Regions from separate parts of the Rattus norvegicus genome. Here region 1 is linked to region 2. A link is a contact called in public Hi-C data. All regions are on one chromosome and are shown on one strand. The core of a region is the stretch at or near the end of the contact, and the rest is flanking DNA. Distances in the headings are between cores, read along the strand shown.

Region 1 (6,064 bases), core at 1,196-3,695, 190 kb before region 2:
GACTTCCCGCGTGTGAAACGCGCCTCCATGATGCAGTCCTGTAGGGAGACCAAAAGTCAGGGCGATGGGTGGATGAGGCGCAGGAGGAGAACCAGGATACCCATATAACCCATCTGTACCCGCGCTAAGCATTATAGTGTCAAACAGATGAGAAAGAGAGTAGACATTAAACTGCTGGTAAAACACACCCCATAATTTAGCAAGCAAAGCACAAATACCAGAGTGAGGGCCTTACAACCTTGCCTGCCAATGGGGGAAAAAAGAGAGATGTGGACTTCAAAACATGTACTGTTCTTGCAAAGCACTTGAATCAGTTCCCAACTCCCACTCCACATGGCTCACAACCACCTGTAAGTCCAGCTCCAGGAAGAATCAATACCTCTGGCCTCTGACTGCACTCACACGCACAAACCCATACTCAGACACACACCCATATAATTAAAAAGAACTCTTTAAAGGGAAATAACAGGGAACAATAGAAACTACCCCAAAGTTGGAGACCCAAGAGACTTCTTAGTCATGAAAAGCACTTGGGGATATGGCTCCATCGGTACATGAAATCCCGTGTTTGATTCCCTGAACTGCATAAAGCCAGGTATGGAGGTACAATTCCATAATCCCTGACTGAACTCAAGAGGTAGAGGCAGAGGCAGGAAGATCAGGAGTCTGAGGCCACTCTCTGCTACATATGGAATTTGGGACCAACCTAGGCTACATGAGACCTTGTCTCTTTAATAATAAAAAAAAAAAAAAAAAAAAAAAAAGCTGGAGAGAGGGTTAAGCAGTTAAGATCATTTCTTGCTCTTATAGAGAGAATGAGTTTGAATTCCAGCACCCACATCACATGGTGATTCTGTAACTAGATCTAGGAGATCCTCTGACCATGGAGGACACCAGGGACATACATGGGAAACACACACATATGCAGGCAGAACACCTATACACATTAAATAAAGCGAGAAGTCTTCCTAAAGAACTATCCCTGGCAAGATGGCTCAGAAGATAAAGACGCTTACCTGATAACCCCAGTTTGATCCTAGGACCCACAGACTGGAAAGAGAGAACTCGCTCTCAAAAGTTGTCCTCTTACTTCTGTGCACACTCACAAATGCACACACATACACACAAACATGCAATGGATAAATTTAAAAAATGTAATTTTTAAGAGGTTGGTACCTGGCAGGGGAATGGTTAAAACTTAAGGCACACACCTTTAATCCCAACACTCAGGAAGCAGAGGCTTCTCTGTGAGTTGGAGGACAGCCAGGGTTGTTACACAGAAAAGCTGTCTCTCCCCCCTCCAAAAAAAAGGAAGATGGAGTGCATACAGAGAGGCCAGGAAACTGTGGAGGTGCATGCCTGAGCCCCAGCACTCCAGAGGCTGAGGCAGGAAGATGGCAGAAAGTGCCCAGCCTGGGTGAGTTGCAGCACTGCCTAAACCACAGTGAGACCCTGTTCGTCTTCACTACTTAGATATAGAAATACCATGAAAACACAGTCCCTAGAGTTCCAGAGGCGGACGGTTCTGAATATGGGCATCACCACCCTGAGGCTGAATAAAAAGAATGAAGCTATCTGAGGGCCAGCATTCGACTGTGGATGCAATGCCAGCTGCCTCACGCCCCTGCCGTCATCTGTCAATGGTCAAATTAACAGACTTTTCCCTCTTCCGGTTGCTTCTTTCGGGTATATATGACCGCAGCAACATAGAGAAAAGCACTAACACACTGTCTTTAAAAGGGGGGTCGGGGGGAGGTTGAAGAATGGAGAGGGGTCAGAGGACACAATGATGTTTTCCCTAGTTGGCATGTGCTCCTGCCCAATCCCTCCAGGAAAGCCTGAAAGGTATGTGACAGGGGTGAGTCAAGGCCAAGCCAGGAAGGGATGCAGAAAATCACCAAGCCTACAACCTGAGCGCGGGGAGCGGCGGAAGTGTCTATTTGTCACGAAGGAAGCCGTTTCCACGGTGACCCTTAACTCTAAAAGACATCCCGTTGGGAACTCACGCTCCCACACTCTCTAGAAAACTGCACGGGTGATGGGGAAACTAGTGGAGGAGCCAGGAGGAGGCCTCTGGGCCTCCCATGCCGGCAGCAGGGAGCCAGCCACAACTGTGAATGGAGACCAAAATGGAATCCGGAGACTGGGGGCCCTGACGTCTCCAGGTGAAGCCTTCATCGCTTCTTGGGGACGGGTTGGAGCCGACAGCACGCCCCTACAAAGCATGTCCCAGGGGCCGGGTCTTGGGGGATTAGGATGGACCGTCCGGCTCCCCAACTAGGGAAGGGAGCCATGCACAACGCTCCACTCGGCTGCTCTAGGACGCTCGGCTGGGACCGCGGAACCCGCCTCACCCCCAGGAAAACCCAAAGCAGACTGACCCGGGAACGCTGCTCGGGACACACAGAAAAAAGACGAGGCCCGTGCGCGCCGGCCCGGAAAGGTCTCAACCGGAACTGTGCCGCGGTGGGTTCAGCGGAACTTCTTGGTGGCGTCGTAAAAGGCCCCTGAGTGCGCAGGCGTGTATGAGCTCGCCGGTGAGTACACGGAGGGCGGGGCGGGGCGTGGCAGAGAGCGGCCGCAAGGGGGCGCCCGTGTCCCAGCCCAGCGGCCCAGAGCCCTGGTCTGCACTGGGTCGTGAGGTCTTGCTTTAAGAGCTGGCCTTTGAGCAGGAGGGTAGTATGCAAAGTATTCTGTCCCAGGAGCACGTGCATGCTCTCGGGCACGCATTTTCTTATGTATGTACGTGAGCCGTGGATGTGATGTATGTACACGCAATTTACTCTGACGCGTGATTTTTACCTGTGGGTGAAGGAGCACACTTTGAGGGCATTTTTCCAACTTTCACAGAAGGTGTAGCTACAATGCTTTAGTAGTAGTAGTAGTAGTAGTAGTAGTAGTAGTAGTAGTAGTAGTAGTAGTAGTAGTAGTAGTAGTAGTAGTAGTAGTTTTTTTACCTGCGGAGGCATCTGACCACCCTTATATTTCCTTTGTGTGTCAGTGTGTGTCCCATGTACCCAACACTCCTGTGTGCAGAGGTTGACGCTGAGTGGCTATCTCTACTGCTCTTGGGGGTTATTTTAAGATAGGGCGTAACTACTGAACCTGGGGTTACCATTTCTGCTAGCTGGCAAGCATCTCAGAGAATCCTTCTGTCTGCCCCACAAACAGGTCACTGGGGGCTCTGGGGTTACAGGAGTGTACCAACACACACAGCTTTTTTTTTTTTTTTTTTAATGTAGATACTCAGGATCAAACTCAGGTCTTCACGACTCTACCTTATCTATTAAGACACCCCCCAACCCCTTACTGTTTTTGTGCCGTGTATCGGTTGATTGGTGGTTGTTTGAAGCAGCCTTGCTGTGTAGCCAAGATGACAACCCAAGCAAGGGGATGTGTGGATAGCTGATCTTGATGAGAGGAGATACAAGAGGAGGAAGAAATGCAGGTCGTTTTCTCCTGGAGTCTATTCCTATCTCCAACCTGCATGGGTCAGCTGCGGACTTAATTCTTTGTATTACAGCGCTGGGGATGAAACACAGGGCCTCGCACTGAGGAGGCAAGTGATGGGTTACAGATGAACCCAGCCCCACGTGTTTAATTTAAAAATTCCTAGGACTGACTGAGACAGACGCAGATACTTACACCCAACCACTGGACTAAAGTCAGGGACCCCTATGTTTGAATTAGGGGAAGGATTGAAGAAGCTGAAGGGGAGGGTATACCCCATGGGAAGCCGTTCTGACTCTCTTCTCTCCCTGACTCCTTTTCCCTTTCTCCCCTCTCCACATGTTCCTGGCTAGCCTCTCCTCCCAGCTTCTCCCTCTCCGCACGCCTCTCTCTCTCTCTCTCTCTCTCTCTCTCTCTCTCTCTCCCTCTCCCTCTCCCTCTCCCTCTCCCTCTCCCTCTCTCCCTCCTTCCTTCTCTCTCTCTCCCTTCCTCCCTCCCTCCCCCTCTCTCTCCTCACTTCCCAACTCCCCTTCCCATGCCCTAAATAAACTCTAGTCTGTACTACCTCAGGGGAAAAGGATGCCTCCGTATGGGCCTGCCCCTCCCACCCAGTATAGTGATCCCTGGCTCATCAGACATATCCTTGGATATCACAACAGATGCATGCAGAAGTGTGCGTGTAGACAGACACAGGGACACATACCTTAAATAAATACCACTATTTTGTACTCATGGGAGCAGATGCAGAGCCCACAGTCGAACGTGGGGCTGAGGAACTCTGTGAAAGAGGGGGAGGAAGCCAGAAGGGTCAGGGATAATGCAAGGGAACAGCCCACAGAATCAACTAACCAGGATCATAGGTGCTCACAGAGACTGAACTGACAGTCAGGGAGCCTGTGTGGGTCAGACATGGGTCCTCTGACTATGTTAGGTCTTGCAGCTTGGTGTTTGTGTGGGATTCCTAACAGAGGGGCTATCTCTGACTCTACTCCTAAAAAGGAGTCTTTCCCTCCTATTGAGCTGCCTTGTCCAGCCTCAGTATGTACCTAGTCTTATCGAAGCTTCCTTGGTTGATATCCCTGGGAGGCCTGCCCTTTTCTGAAGGAATGGATCTGGGGGAGAGGGAAGGTGGGAGGGAGGGCCTGGGACGAGAGGGTAGACGGTAGAGGAGGGAGGTGAAACAGCTGTGATATCTGAGAGAAGAATTAAAAGAACTATAAGAAGAAATGCAAACAACGTGGGGTTCCCTAGCAAAGAACACAGAATTTTAAAAATAAAGGAGTAAATCCCAGAGGCAGGTGGCTCTCTGTGAGTTTGAGGACAACCTGGTCTCCACAGGGAGTTCCACACCAGCCATGACCACATAAGGAGGTCCTGTCTCAAAAGAGGAGAAAGAGGAGGAGGCCGTGTGTCTGGAGGCCAGAAGACAACCTTGAGTGCTCAGACCAAACATCAAACCCAGACCCTGCCTTGCTCTGCCTCCCGAGCACTGGGATTAAAGGCATGCACCACCACTCAACTGGCGCTGGCTTCATTTTCCATTCGGTCTCTTTCTGGGACTTAGGGCTCCCTAATTAAGCCATGATGGCAGACCATGAGCCTCAGAGATCCCCCTACCTTTGTCTCCTCAGCTCTGGGATTAGGGTTGTGCACCAATATGTCTGACCTTACACATGGGTTTTGGGAATTGAAGTAAGGCCCTTTTCCTTGTGCAGCAAGCACTTTACAGACAGAGTAGGTTATCCCCTGGCCCAAAATACTATAATTTCAATGCTTTAGTACATTTCGGTGCTGGAGAGATGGCTCAGTGGTTAAGACCTCTGTTGCTCTTGGAAAGGACCAAGGTTCAATTCTCAGCACCCACATGGTTGTTCACAACCGCTCCAAGGATCCAGTGTTCTTTTCTGACCTCCACCAGCATGAGGCAAACATGTGGTACAAACGCACACATGAAGGCACACATGCAGGCATACATGCAGACAAAACACCCAGAGAACAAAATGAATACATCTATTTTTAAATTGTTGATAAGTTTATTACATTTTATTTATTTTGTGCACATGCATGTTTGTGTGTGTGTGCATGTATGTTTGTGTGTATGCATGTGTATGAGTATGTGTATACTTGTATGTTTGTGTGTGTGCATGTATGGTTGTGTGTGTATATGTATGAATGTGTATGTGAGTGTATGTGTGAGTGTGTGTGCATGTATGCTTGTGTGTATGCATGTGTGTGTGCATGTATGCTTGTGTGCATGTATGCTTGTGTGTATGCATGTGTGTGTGCATGTATGCTTGTGTGCATGTATGTTTGCGTGCGTATGTGTGTATATGTGTCAGTCTATCTGTGCTCTGTGTGTATGTGTGTGTAATTCTGTGTGTCTGTGTCTGTGTCTCTCTATGCCTGTATGTGTGCGCGTGCGCACGCATGTGTGTGCACGTGCCATGGTGAGTAGACGGCAGAGGGCAGCCTTTGGCCATCGGTTCTCCCACTGTTTGAGTCCTGGGGGTAGAACTCGGGTTGCCAGCTTTGGAAGCGAGCACCTTTATCCACAGAACCATCTTACCAGACCCAAAATACTATTTTTTAATTGATATGATACCTTCCACTTTGT
Region 2 (5,860 bases), core at 736-3,235:
TCTAATCCTCCTGCCTCAACCCCCTGAGTGTAGAATGACAGGGAGTGCACAACCACATTCAGCTCATGTGGTGCTGGTTTCCTGCGTGGTGAGCACTCTACTATCTGAGATGCATTCCCGGCCCAATCCCGAGCTCCGAGGGGGAACCTGGGTGTTATGGAAGGCAGTACTAAGGTCTGAACTGCCTAAATCTGGGGGAAAGGGTGTCAGGGTTCTTTTTTCCTCCTCAGGTCAAGGTCTGAATTCTTGCCCTACCTTATTAAGTGGTAGGTTCCTGGTAAAGAGGGGGGCTTGTGAGGCTTGTCTTACGGAAGTTGAATGGGTAGCAGTAAGGGTGGGAAGTTAATGATTCTCTAGTATTCTGAAAACTGCAGGGACCCTTGTTTGCTTCCAGCGAAGAATTCTAGACCTCACAGCTTGGGTGAGAGACATTCTCTCCTACACCAGAGGACACGGGAGAGGAAACCCAAGCTAGCAGTGGTGGCACACATCTGTAATCCCAGCACCTTTAGGACGAGTCTGGCAGATCTGGCCAGCCTGGGCTACAAAATAATAACGGTTTTCAAAATTAAGGGGGGGGTGCATACGTGGCCCTCTCCTAGGGAAAGGGACGGAAGGAGCACTAAGAATTCCACAGCCAGAGGGGGGGGGCGGCGGAGAAATTGGTTATTATAGCAATTTTCCAACTGGCTAGAAGATTGTGGATTTTAACCCCCTGGTGATGTGCCTGCAAAAAGAATCGCTGGGGCCCTCTGCAGTTCTAGAGCGAGCTGGAGGGTGGGGCAGAAGAGAGGTGAGGAGGAATGTCTCCAGGGAAGGGAATTCCTGAACACACAGACTCCTCGATGAGGGTATGAGGACTGTGTTGGGGAAAGCAGCAGACGTGGAGAAAGAGTAACACACCTCTACCTTGGGGCTAAGTGTACTCTTTGTTGGGCTGGGCTCCTGGGGATTGGGGAGACCTACCTGACCCCAACCTTGAAGCCAGGAGACAATACGCAGAAGGGAGTGGAGTTCCCCCAACAGTTTCTCTACCCAGGCCCCACTCCTGGAGATTAGTGGGCAATACCTGGGCCCCCCACCCAGGTTTCTGGAGGCAAGGTATTTTTAGATTGCCTTTGAAGGAAGCAGCTTCATGAACTCCCATCTTGGATGGAAACTCCCATCTATCTCTTAGATTAAAACCCTGTGGAGAGGGCAGGTGCACCCCGATCATCTCTTGGGAAAAATGGGCTTCCAAGGCTGTACATCCCAAGACTGGAGGTGAAAGCTAACAATAACTGGGATTTTTCTTGGGATCCTTGAGGTAACACGACACCTCCCTCCTAGACACACACATATACACTATGGAGTATAAAGTCCCACATCGGAAGAACAATGCCCCAGGCTTCTCTTGGTTTCCAGAGAGAAACCCCCTATCACCTCTTGAAGTAAGGAGTTGTCCTGCTCTGTGGGACCCAAGCTAGCGGGTGCCTCCACCCATCCGGATCTCAGATTCACTGTAGATTAGGGGGTGGTCCTGGCGTTGGCGGGATAAACGTACTAGGCCTGAGCTCCTCGGGACCCCCCTCCCACCGCATCCGCCACCTTGACCCCCCAAGTCGAGCGCTGGCACCATGCACTCTGCAAGAGGTGCATAGAGGTAGCCTGGGGCCGCGCCCCGCGCCCTGCCCTTAGTGTTGGGGGTCTCCTCACAACCACCTCCCCCTTTTGTCCAGCCTTCCCCAATCCGTCCCGATCCGCTTTCGGGGTCACTCACCCGATGCCCCTCGCCCCTGCCCGGCCTGGCTGCACTCGGGCTGGCCAGCCGGCGTCTCCCCGCCCCAGGCTTGCAGGAAACCCCACCGCTCACCAGCCCCGCTGGCGGCCCCCTCGGCCCAGCGGCCCCGCCAGGCGCTCCCGAGGAGCGAGAGGGGCCGGCCGAGGGCCGCTGCGGGAGCTGCTGGGACTTGTAGTTCGCCCGCGCCCTCGGCGGCCGGAGCCATCGCTGCCCCCGCCCCCCGGGCCAAGCCTTTGTCCCGGCTAGGGCCACCCCGGCTGGGGCGCGTCTCGTCTTTGTTTGCACCCTACCAGCCCGCTCTACCCTAATCCTAGGTGACTCTTCCGGCCCCTTCTCCGACCCTGATCTTGACTCTCCATCTGTAACCCTGACTCTATCTGTTTATCTATCTTCCATTCTGTCCTCTCCTCTCCATCTTTTTTTCTTCATCTCCTTAAAAAATTATTTGATTCCGAGCCTATGCGTGCCGTGTTGCGCATGGGGAAATCAGTGGACAACTTGCAGGAGTCTGTTCTCTCTTTATTGGAACCGTGATCTGCATGCTTGGCCGTGCGCCTATACCTGCTGAACTATCTCTCCAGGCTTCTGTTTTTCTTTCTCCATCTCTACCAGAATCTATTTTTTTCTCTTTTAATTTCTTTGCCTCTGGCCCAGCCATTTTCTCTGCCTCTGCCCTCTTTTGTCTCTGCCTGTCTTTGTCTTGTCCTCTTGTTCATTTCTCTGTCTTGTTTCAAACACATAAGCGGGGATCGGGGAGCTTTGAGAAAGCCTGCCATTTAAACATACAGTGTTATCTCAAAAAGAGTTTAGGGCTATCAGAATGTATCAGATGTTTTGTGGTGAGACTGGTGGTTAGAGAGGTGACCCAGTAAGTAAACTGCTTGTTGCAGAAGCTTAAGACCTGACTTGAGACTTTTGTCACCTATGTGGAAAGACAGTGGTGGGTCTAGCTTTGAGAATTCTAGCTTTGAGGTGTCTGAGGCAAGAGGATCCATTCTAACTGAATCAGTGAGCTGCCAGGGTCATTATGAGACTGTCTCAAAAAGTAAGGTTGGAGGGCTAACCAGGGGGCTCAGTGGGTAAAAGGGCTTGCTGAAAGGCCAAGGACCCGAGTTTGATTCCTTAGAACCAACATGATGGAAGGATCGAACTATCTTCCGACCACACCACTACATAAATAAATGTAATTAATAAAAATGAAAGTGGGGACCAATTGAGGTAGATACTTGAAGCCAATCTCGGTAGTCCACATAGATGTGTGTATGTAAAAGTTCTCCCCACCCCTGTCTTTACTACACACGCACGCACACACAGGCACGCACTCACGCACACGCATGCATACGCACGCATGCGCGCACACAGCACGCAACGCACGCACTCGCATGTACGCACGCACGCACACGCTCAGTTTTTTGTTTTTTTTTTTTTGTTGTTGCTAGCAGAATCTTTCTTTTAGGTAACCTTTCGCTCTCTGATCCTTCCATGTCCCTAGCTTCCTATTCAAATGGCAGGTGACACCAGAGGCAGACCAGGAGGCTGGACCAAGAGCTGATTTCTGGAACACCTTAGCCAGGACTGAGGAAGGCTTCAAGCCAAACTTTAAAGACACAGTTCCCTCCACCGCAGAGGGAATAAAAACAAGCCCAGGGGGAGCTGGCAGCTGGACCGGATGTTCTTGCCTCAGTATAAACAATGGTCACAGGGCAAAACAGATGGCACAGCAAGGCCACCCTCTGACCGTATCTGAAGTAAGATAGACACAAGAATAGGTTGCAACCGGAACAAGGACCACACATCCCCTCTTTCCCCCACAACACAAATGACTGCCCCTGTTTGCCAGCCACGGCCCACACTCTTTTTTCAACCCGCCCACATCTCCGGGATAAAAGTATAGCTGGAATCCCAGTTACAGACTTCACTAACCATAACTTTCCCTAAAACCACCCAGCACAAGTCGGTGTCACGCCCCCCCACCTCCCACAGACGTCTCCCAACACCCCCTGCTGAAGAGCCTCCTCTTTTCATCTTGGGAGGTTTCTGGCTGTACACAGACATTAGTCTCTCCACCCCCAACCCCTTTCCTCTACAAGGTCTCTTGTTGCCCAGGGCGGCCTCAAACTCACTGTGTAGCTGAGATGTCCTTAAACCTCTAATACGTTTGCCTCTCAAGTGTCTGTCTCAGTTCAGATATGACCAGAGGGTAGATTTGCTATTAGGCATGTCCCACCCCACCCAGGACCCTGTGCATGCTAGGCCACAAAGCCACACTGAGCCACACCGTCCCATTCCCTTTTTGCTTTTTTTTTTTTCTTCTGGTTTTGCATTTTTATTGGGGTTTATTATGGGCAGGAGGAACTGCCACCATAAAGTATGCCCCTCCCACCAAGCAGGTCCATTCTCATCCACCTCCCGTGCCTTCTGCGACTTTTTCTTTTTCTTTGTGCTGCTCTCTGTGCAGCTAGCAGCAGCCTCAGGCTCCTCAGAGAATTTCCTTTTCTTCTTAGGGGCTTTTTTTAATGTCAGGATGGCTCCTCAGTTAAGAGGATTGGCAACTCTTGCAGAGGACTCAGATTTAGTTTCCAGTGTTTACACAGCAGCTCACAACCCTCTGTAACTCCAGTTCCGGGGGGATCCGACGCCCTCTGATGGCTTCTTCGGGCATTGCACACAGTGCAAATACCTACACGTAGGCAAACACTTATATACATAAATATTTTTTTAAATAATGTGTTTATCGTGGAGAAGGCATCAGTGTGCAAGTCAGATGACAGACAACACAGGAGAGGCAGTGCTCTCCCTTCAGCATAGGAGTTCCAAGAAATGAACCCAGGGCCAGGCTTGGCAGGAGGTGCGTTTATCCACTGACCTGAGACTTGGGAGACAGAGGCAGAAGGATCAGAAGTTCATGCTTATTCTTGGCTATATAGAAAAGAAAAATATACCAAAAGAAAGTAAGAACAAGATGTTCCCAAATAAAACCAAGACAAAGGACTCACGGCCTGGAAAGAAAAGGAGATTGAATTGTGCAGTGGGTCAAATTTGGAGTTGGCTGGACAGACAGCCAAGAAAAGAGCCACCGCATATAGGAACTATAAAATCAATAGGGATTCTCCGGGCTGTTAAGTGCACACCTATGTGAATGTACCCAACCTCCCTGTGGAAAATATTCCTCAGGAAACTAGAAATCTGCTATGTAGGAAGAACAGTAAAAAAGCAGTTTCCTATTTCACTTTGGAACCTTAACAATATGGTTTTTTTTCTTTTTTCTTTTTTTTTTTGGAGCTGGGGACTGAACCCAGGGCATTGCGCTTGCTAGGCAAGAGCTCTACCACTGAGCTAAATCCCCAACCCCAGCAATATGTTTTTGATGTTGTGGTTTAAGGGGTTTTGAAGAAAAAGATCAGGATGTTGGACAAAGCCTTGAGTGTGGTCTTTTCTTTCTTCCTTTCTTTCTCCTTTTAAAATTTATATGAATTATTATTATTATTATTATTATTATTATTATTATTATTATTATTGAAGGAGTGCTCTGTGTATGCATGTATACTGCTTGCCAGAAGAGGGCATTAGTTCTTGTTATAGATGGTCGTGAGCCACCATGTGGTTGCTGGGAATTGAACTCAGGATCTCTGGAAGAGCAACCAATGTTCTGAACTGCTGAGCCATCTCACCAGCTCCAATGGGTCTTTTCTTGTTATTGTTTATTATTACTATGTGAGCCAGGGCATTTGTGTGGAGGTTAAAGTGTAAGTAGCTGGTGTTAGTCTCTCCCGCCACCACATGGGTCCTCAGGGTGAAACTGGGGTGTCCCCAGCTGGTCACAAGTTGTACCTGCTAAGCCCTGTCACTAGCACCTTCAGTGGCTCTTAGAAGACAAAAGCCTCTTGTACACATTCTTTGCAGAAGACAAGATGGTTCCTGCACCATATGAAATAGAGCAGAATTCTCTGTCCACACTAACAGAACAAAGTAATGAGGTAGAGAAAACACTAGGGGTTATCAGAGAATGTCTGGGGGGGGTTCTGGATGCCTGTCTCTGACATATCAAATACTCCGATTCCACAGAACCTAAATGTCATT

What was found. A called contact is a pair of places that touch in the nucleus more often than the background predicts.
Region 1: a contact with region 2 is called in a Hi-C map of frontal cortex, with 4 times the contacts expected there. The contact joins the promoter of Trappc5 here to the promoter of Zfp358 in region 2. A contact is called at or near these places in 2 of 12 Hi-C or Micro-C datasets (frontal cortex and mammary epithelial cells).

What each region holds. Positions count from the first base shown.
Region 1 is chr12:6,531,976-6,538,039 of GRCr8, reverse strand. Trappc5 (trafficking protein particle complex subunit 5) reads right to left here and starts at 2,445. Exons shown (of 2, transcript NM_001108850.2): 1 at 2,382-2,445; 2 at 1-38. The coding sequence starts at 29.
Region 2 is chr12:6,346,391-6,352,250 of GRCr8, reverse strand. It overlaps Zfp358 (zinc finger protein 358), which reads right to left and starts at 1,985. Exons shown (of 2, transcript NM_001108328.1): 1 at 1,760-1,985. The coding sequence starts at 1,985.